Linked DNA regions of Mus musculus: region 2 is linked to region 1. Evidence: chromatin contacts called from public Hi-C data. All regions are on one chromosome and are shown on one strand. The core of a region is the stretch at or near the end of the contact, and the rest is flanking DNA. Distances in the headings are between cores, read along the strand shown. Region 1 has its middle 220 kb from the start of Gm24006. Region 2 has its middle 120 kb from the start of Gm25611.

The links. Hi-C and Micro-C count contacts between places; a contact is called where the count stands out from the background.
Region 2: a contact with region 1 is called in a Hi-C map of the G1E-ER4 cell line, with 2.1 times the contacts expected there. The contact joins two enhancer-like sites. A contact is called at or near these places in 1 of 15 datasets of contacts at CTCF or cohesin (the G1E-ER4 cell line) and 1 of 484 Hi-C or Micro-C datasets (the G1E-ER4 cell line).

What each region holds. Positions count from the first base shown.
Region 1 is chr19:35,417,237-35,421,736 of GRCm38.p6, reverse strand. No RefSeq gene overlaps it. Among named protein-coding and RNA genes, the nearest start is that of Gm24006, 220 kb to the right of the region's middle. Within about 2 kb of position 1,681, at least 2 of the 459 cell types and tissues checked have an H3K27ac peak or open chromatin away from gene starts, as enhancers often do. A contact at or near this core is called in the G1E-ER4 cell line, where this site is marked.
Region 2 is chr19:35,637,522-35,641,673 of GRCm38.p6, reverse strand. No RefSeq gene overlaps it. Among named protein-coding and RNA genes, the nearest start is that of Gm25611, 120 kb to the left of the region's middle. Within about 2 kb of position 1,578, at least 5 of the 459 cell types and tissues checked have an H3K27ac peak or open chromatin away from gene starts, as enhancers often do. A contact at or near this core is called in the G1E-ER4 cell line, where this site is marked.

The DNA.
Region 1 (4,500 bases), core at 432-2,931:
AAAGGAAGTACACATCAATTTTAAAACTCCAAATAAAATTATTATGTTTATGTTGCAAATATAAAGGAAACTTGTTTTGCAGAAAAGGTGCCAAAAAATATATATGACAGAAACAATTTAGTATTGTATTACCCACCCACACACTCACCCCGGGAGTCATGGAAACATTCTTGCATATTATTTTTTGTTATTTTATTTATTTACTATTTCAAATGTTATCCCCTTTCAAGGTTTCCCCCTCCCCCTGCCTCTATGTCAGTGCTCACCCACCTAGCATCCCTGTACACTGGGGCATCAAGCCTCCACAGGACCAAGGGCCTCCCCTCCCATTTATGCCAGATAAGGGAATCCTCTGCTATATATGTAGCTGGAGCCATAGGTCTCTCCATGTGTACTCTTTAGTTGGTGGTTTACTCTCTGGGAGCTTGGAACAGTGGTTAGATGCTGGTTGGTTGGGATTGTTGTTCTTCCTATGGGGTTGCAATCCCCTTCAACTCCTTCATTCCTTCCCCTAACTCCTCCATTGGGGTCCCCATGCTCAGTCCAGTGGTTGTCCATGAGCATCCTCATCTGTATTGGCAAAGCCTCTCAGGACAGCTATACCCACCTCCTGTCAGCATGAATACTACTCAGCTATTAAAAACAATGATTTCATAAAATCCACAGGAAAATGGATGGAACTAGAAAATATCATCCTGAGTGAGATAACACAGTCACAAAGGAACACACACTGTATGTACTCATTGAATAGTGGATATTAGGGGGAAAAAATGTTCAGAATACCCATGATACAACTCGCAGACCATATGGTCAAGAAGAAGGAAGACCAAAGTGTGGATGCTTCTGTCCTATTTAGAAGGGGGAACAAAATAATCAATGGAGGTAGAGGAATGGAGACCTTGAAGAGAGAGAGGAGAGGGAGGGAAAAGGGGACAGGATCAGGTGTGGGAGGAGACAGGAGAGAAGTACAGAGGCTCAGGAAATTGAATAGAAATATGTAGCAGTGGGGGATGGAGAACTAGTGATATCCAGTAGAAATTTCCAGATTCCAGGGAAGCAAGAGGTTCCCGGAACCCAACAGGGATGGCATTAGTTGAAATACACAAAAAAAAAGGGGAGATAGAACCTGTAGTGACCATATCCAGTGGATAGGCTTAGGTGCCTGTTGAGATATGGGGCCACCCACTCATCTCAAAAAATTTAACTCAGAATTGTTCCTGTCTAAAGGAAATTCATGGACAAAGAGTAGAGCAGAGACTGAAGGAAAGGCCATCCAGAGACTGCTCCACCTAGGGATCCATGCCATCTGCAGACACCAAACCCAGACAACTGTTGCTGATGCCTAGAAATATACTTTAAATATAAAACATAAATTCATGAAAATAAAAAGATAAAGAATTCACACCTCCAAAACTTAAAAAGTCAGGAGTAAAGGAAAGGGCTATCTCTGATAAATGTCTTTGATAAGAAGGGAGTCAAAACACCATTAAGAAACAGATGGCCTAAACTATACTGTCAACCTCTTTTATGTAATGGTTATAGCACACTAAACCCATTGTTTGCATGACATACAATCATGTCAGAAGTGCCCGGTGCATTCACCACATCAAACTCAGTAAACTAGGCTTCATGTGTTGACAAATGCCTGGATTCTTGTCCTCACCATAGACAGAAACCACAGCAGGGACAGGAAGAGATTAGAGACTATGTTAAGCAGCAAGGGGAGTGACCCTTCCTCCAAGATACTCCCTGCTCAGTGTTTTTCTATAACTTCCATAACAGTGCCACCTGCTGGGAACAAATGTCCTATTTATGATTTGTGGGAACAATTTATATTCAAGTCACAGGAGACAAAAAGTCAGAATGAGATAAATGTCACACAAGAACTCTGGAAATCCCTTCATAGAGTACTAGTGATCAATAGCCCTCCCACTATGCCTCACGTCTTACAGGTCCCACCAAATGTTAACAATACCACACTGGAGACCATTCTTCTCACACTTAAATTCACTCAAACCACATCCAAACTATATCAAAAAGTCGGCTCACTTCCTCTCTCAGGTGTATCAGTTGTGGTGGGATAGGTATATCACAAAAGTAGAGGCATAATGTCAGTCACCTTCAAATGCCCTACTCAGTTCATAGGACCTTTGCTCAGAGCTACTTGCAACATTATGGAGGGTTTTGTGTTTGTTTTTGCTTTTGAACTCTTGTAACCAGACTACACAAATGTGAAATTAAAAATAAAGCACATAATAGATTGTATATGGCTGTGGACAGTTTTTGAAGTAAACAAATATGGGTGTGAGTACTGTACTGGCATTCATTGACTTTAGGACCCTTAAAGGTAGTCTGATTGTTTCTTTATGTGCAAGACAAGAACCATACCACTTTGTAAGATTATTATAAAATGTAAATTTAGTTGTAGATATAAAATGTCCTAATTTTAATTCTTGCAGAAATCTTCCTTATATACAATATATATGTCTTGGAGATGTAAGATGCCTGCACTGCACAGAGGAACTTGGTGCTGACAGCTCAGAGAGCAGAATCTGTTTACCAGGCACACTGCATAAAAAAGTAAAGATTTTCTGGCAGTGAGATTAGTATAGCTTGCATGGAGAGCAAATTTAGTTCAATAACATATCCAACGGTGATTTCTAAAACTGTATCCTAATAAAAACGAACTTAAACACTTAGGCACAGCTAATTCTGAAATCCCATCATTAAAAACCATGTGTCAGACAGTCCTTTCAATTATGCAGAACTTTTAATTTCAGTTTTTAATTTTAAAGGTAGTTGTCATAGTAACTTCCAGGCACTGCTGGCAAATGGTACTAAAGAGATATGCAAACATTTTCATGGAGTTTTTCAATATGTTGGGAAAACATTATACAATATTTAACAGAAATGCTACAAGTCATAGCAAAGGAGAGTCCTCATAGAGAACTAAAATTGTTCTTGCCCTGAGGCTGTAACTGCATATGATGTACACTCTTGGGAAGGATAGGAAAAAAAAAAAAAACATTGTGACCTAACCTTTCTGAAAATGTTAACGAATTGTTGGAATTAAACAATCACAAATCCAATAAATAGTAAAATGGAAGAAACAGAATGGTGTTGGGAACACTTTCTTCTGTGTTGTCAGATTAGAACTTGCCTAGCTCCTACCATCTGGTGAGTATAACACTGAGTTCCTGTTGTTTTATAAGAAAACATTTGCTCTGGGGAAAGGTTGAAGCCCTAGGGTCTGGGTCTGAGGCCAGGGTAACAGACTGGAAGAAACTGTTCATAACCAATTCCTGACTAATTCTAAGAGTGAGCAGATTTTTGCTGTTTGTTGGTCAAACCACGATAAATAAGAAGGGTGTGATAGGGTGCCTGACAGTGAAGCTTCTCCCGGTCCTTCTTGTTCTGATGAAACAAAATGCCTATGATTAGATTACTTAAAAAGAGCCAAAATGTATTTCCCATAGCCATGCATATTATGAAGTTCAAGATCGAGGTGACATGATTGAGTGATGTCTTTCTTGTGCTATCCTCTTGGGCAGAAAAGCAGAGAGAGAAAGAGAGAGAGAGAGAGAGAGAGAGAGAGAGAGAGAGAGAGAGAGAGAGAGAGAGAGAGAGAGAGAGAGACTCACAGCCATATGTCCCTTTCACTGCAGTATTAGACCATTCATGAAGGTAGAGCCATTAGGACCAAAACGTCTTCCCAAATGTTTCTCTCCAATAGTGTTTCATTGAGAATTACTTCCAACACATGGCCTTGTGGTGACCCACAAAGAATATAACAAAGTCATTAACCCCTTCACAAATCTTAGCGACTTAGAATCATTGATGCTTATGTCACACTATGATCTCGGTGATTGTCCAACAGTGAAAGTATGCAACACACTTCCCCCATTTCTCAGAGAATTTCAAGAAGTTGGAATTCACTCCTGCTTTCAAAAAACAAGAAACAGTCTGAGATCTACTGTACCTCTGACACTAATACACATTAAGCACCCCTTTAACTCGAGCATGGATTTATTATATTAATTAGCAAGATGATTTCCATAAAGTGGGAAAATATTTTCTTTTCTGAAAGGCAAGCTACTATAATATTATGTACTTGTCACTGATTGTTACGCAACAAGTCACCTAAAATTTTTCAGCTGATCTCTAAATATCCATGTTTATACCTGTAGAAAAATATCATCATCCTTAAATCAGAAAACCCTCTTTCTCCAGTGGATAGTGGTGAATCAGAGATTCATTTCTGTGCAAGTTGTTGAGAGTGACAGAAAAATGTTCAACCCTAAGCTTGTCATTCAGACCATCCTTTCTAAAGCTTTATGACCATGGAAGAAGACAAAGTAGGAACATGTGAAAGTCATTGAACAAGAAGATGATGGGAAATGTCACTATCTGAACAATGCACAGCCACTGCAGCCATGAACTCACAGCAGCTGCTGACTCTTGCACTTGGTAAGCAACTGGCTTTCCCAACAGCTAGAAACT
Region 2 (4,152 bases), core at 329-2,828, 220 kb before region 1:
TGTTGTGACCTAGAAATTTACAAAAAGAAACTTAAGGAATGGAGGCAATGTTCTGTCTCACAGTTTGAGGGGACAAAGCCCTTCATGATGGCACAAGTGTCAGATGGCTGACCACGCCACATATACAGCCAGGAACCATAGACAGAGATGAATGCTGATATTCAATTTGATGTGTTTTGGTTTTTTTTTTTTTTTTCTATTTTATTCAGTCCCAGATCTTTGACTGTGGAATGGTGCTGACTATATTTAGGGTGAGTCTTCCCACATCAACTAACCCAGTTTAGAGTTTTCCTTGCAGACATGCCCAGTGATTTATTTCTTCGGTGACTCTAAATCCCATAAGATTGACAATCATGATTAAATATTACACATGGCATGTAAATAAAATGTATATCTAAGTAAAATGTTAATATGGCATTTTAATCTCATGCACACTTCAGTTGAGGTGTGCACATAAAATATGAAATATGAAAGGAAACCTGCTGTCTCATCGTGGTTATTTCAGTAAGTTTTTCTTTTCAACATCAACTTTTTTGCCTCTGATAAGGAAGTTGTATTCGTGGTTGTTGGTCAGAGACCCATGTGCACAATCCACCTGCTAAGGGTTAGCTTTCATGGTTTGTAGTGATAAAATCTGTTTCAGACTTCACAGCCGGAGAAGAGATGCTCCCCATGAATTATCTAGCCAATCGATACAAGATTTAAACATTTCAGGCTTCGGGAGAGGGTTTACTGTTTATCTCCTTCTCACTTCAGGGAGGGCTCAGTCAGTGACGAAGCTGGAAGATAGCTCCTAAACCCAATCCTTCTTCTGCCACATTATCTGTGTGAGACAATGATCTAAACACAAAAATAAGGCTTTGTGTAGCAGGGAGCTTGATAGCAGAGGCCAGCAAACAATCACCTGCAGACCAGATGTGACCTGCATGTGTTTTGTAAGTAGTTGGAGGCACAGCTATTTTGATGGCTACACCTATTGCTGTGGCTGCTGTTTTGCAATGTCCAGTGGGAAAAAAAAAACCAAAAAACAAAAGAGGAACCCCCCCAAAACAAAAAATAAAACAAAATAAAGCAAAACAAACAAACCAATAACAAAAAGACCTCACTGTACAGTCCACAAAGCTTAAAATATTCCATGCTATCTACACAGAAAAAAAAATCTTCCAACTTTGTTTAACAGATCAACATACCTTTGCACTTGCTATTTATTTTATTTTTAATTTCAGAACAAACATAGTGATCTGTGTGGAAACATGGTTCTTGCTATGTTGCCTCTTACAGTCAAGTACTCATGTGGGGAGGAGAAGAGAAAATACTCCAAAAGACTTCAGTATAGCGATCATATGGTTCATTCTGTTATGTTCTTTATAGCAATTGTCAGTCCTTGTTTTCATTTGTGTGTGTGTATGTGTGTGTGTGTGTGTGTGTGTGTGTGTGTGTGTGTGTACCTGTGCATGTAGATAAATGTTCCCTCGGAAACCCAAAGTACATTGCATCATCTGAACCTTGAATTGAAAGCAGATGTGAGCCTCCCATCATGGGTGTGTCCTCTGGAGAAGCAGCAGTATTCAGTTTCTGAACTGCCCAGTCACCTCCCATGCCCTGTTTGCAGCCTAGGCAAACCCTAGAAGCATGAGTGCATAAACTCGATTAAGTTCTTTCCTTAGCACTCTAATTTAAAAACAGTTTCCCAGTAAAAGTAGCACAGAGAGAATTTCTTTCTTCTTTTTTTTTTTTCCTTTTTAAAAAAAAAATCTTTAATCATTGTTTTTACAGCACAGTCTTTATTCCCCTTCAGGTCCACCCTCTAACTATTTCTCATCTCATACCTCCTCCCTCTTCTCCAAGAGGATGTCCCCACCCCCAACCCCCACCCCACCATATCTCCCCACTCCCTGGGGGGCCTCAAGTCTCTCCAGAATAAGGTGCTTCTTCTCTCACCGGCGCCAGACCAGGAAGTCCTCTGGTATATATGTGTTGGGGACCTCATATCAGCTCCTGCATGCTGCCTGGTTGGTGGCCCAGTATCTGAGAGATCTCAGGGGACCAGGTCAGTTGAGACTGCTGGTCTTCCTAAAGCGTCACCCTTCTCCACAACTACTTACAGATTTTTCCTAATTCAACCCTAGGGGCCAGTCATTGAACCTCCTTTCCCTCAGGCTTTTCTCCATTTTTTTCCCCCTGCAGTTCTTTCAGACAAGAACAATTCTGGGTCAGAGCTTTTGGTAGTGGGATGGCAACCTCAGCCCTCCACTTGACACCCTGTCTTTCTACTAGAGGTAAACTCTACAAGTTCCCTCTCCTCACTGTAGGGGATTTCATCTAAGATCCCTCAGTTTAAGTCCTGAGAGGCTCTCACCTCCCAGGTCTCTGGTACACTCTATAGGGTGCCTCCAACTCCTACCTCCTGAGGTTGCCTGTTTCCATTCTTTCTGCTGGCCTTCAGGACTTCAGCCCTCCCTCCCCACTACCTGATCTTGTTCCCTCTCCCATCCATGTGCCTCCCTCCCTCTGCCTCCTGATTGCTTTTTTCTCCCTCCAAGTGGGATTGAAGCATCCTCACTTGGGCCCTTTGGTTTGTTAACTTTCTTTAGTTCTGTGGATTGTTTCCTGGAGATTCTGTTCTTTTAAAGCTAATATCCACTTATTAGTGAGTACATACCATGCATGCACCTTTGGGTGTGAATTGCCTCACTCAGGATGATATTTTATAATTACATCCATTTGCCTGTAAAAACTCATGACGTCCTCATCCTTCATAACTGGATAGTATTTCATTGCGTAAGTGAACCACATCTTCTGTTTCTATTCTTCCATTGTGGGACATCTGGGTTGTTTCTAGATTCTATCTATCAGACATAATGCCACCATGTCCATAATGAAGTGCATAATCTTGTAGCATGGTGGAGCATCTTTTGGGTATATGCCTAAGAGTGGTATAGTGGGGTCTTCAGGGAGCTCTGTTTCTAATTTTCTGAGGAACCTCCAAATTGATTTCCAGAGTGGTTGTACCAGTTTGCAATCCCCACCCCCCCCCCATGGAGGTGTGTTCCTCTTTCTCCATATCCTTGCCAACATGTGCTGTCACCTTAGTTTTTTAATCTTGCCATACTGATTGGTATAAGGTGAAATCTCAGGGTCATTTTAATTTGCACTTCTCTGGTAACTAAGGACTTTGAACATTTCTTTAAGTGCTTCTCAGCTATTTGATATTCCTGTTGTGAATTCTCTGTTTAGTTCTATACCCCATTTTTGGTTGGGTTGTTTGGGTTTTTGTGGTGTTAGCTTCTTGAGATCTTTATGTATTTTGGATATTAATCATCTTTCAGACGTGGGGTTAGTGAAGTTTTTTTTTTTTCTTTCTCAATCTGTAGGTTGCCAATTTGTTCTATTGACTATGTACTTTGCTGTACAGAAGCTTTTCAGTTTCATGAGGTCCTGTTTATCAATTCTTGATCTTAGAGTCTGAGCCATTGGAATTCTATTTGGGAAATCTCCCCTATGGCAATGAGTTTGAGGCTCTTTCCCACTTTCTCTTCAATGAAGAAGTCAAGGTATCACTATTTGCAGATGATATGATAGTATATACAAGCCACCCCAAAAATTCTACCAGAGAACTCCTACAGCTGATAAACAACTTCAACAAAGTGGCTGGATATAAAACTAACTCAAGTAAATCAGAAGCCTTCTTCTATACAAATGATAAAAGTGCTGAGAAAGAAATTAGGGAAACAACACCCTTCACAGTAGTCATAAATAATATAAAATATCCTAGGGTAACTCTAACCAAACAAATGAAACATCTGTATGGCAAGAGTTTCAAGTCTCTCAAGAAAGAAATTGAAGAAGACCTCAAAAAATGGAGAGATCTTATGCTCATGGCTTGGTAGGTAGTATTAACATTATAAAAATTGAGCCTGCATTTGTGTTCTTGACATGAGCTGTGACTTTTCATTTTTCATTAGTCATCATGTAAGAGCAGAATGGTTTTATCAGGAAGACTTTGCATTTTAAGCATAGCCAGGATGATTCTGTGTGCTTCCTCTACCATTCCTTGTGCCTGGTCTTTATCCTTGGGGTCTAAGGTTCCTAGCCACTAAGCTCCATATGTTCTCTAGCCCATGAGGAAGGAGGTAGCAGTATAATTAAGCA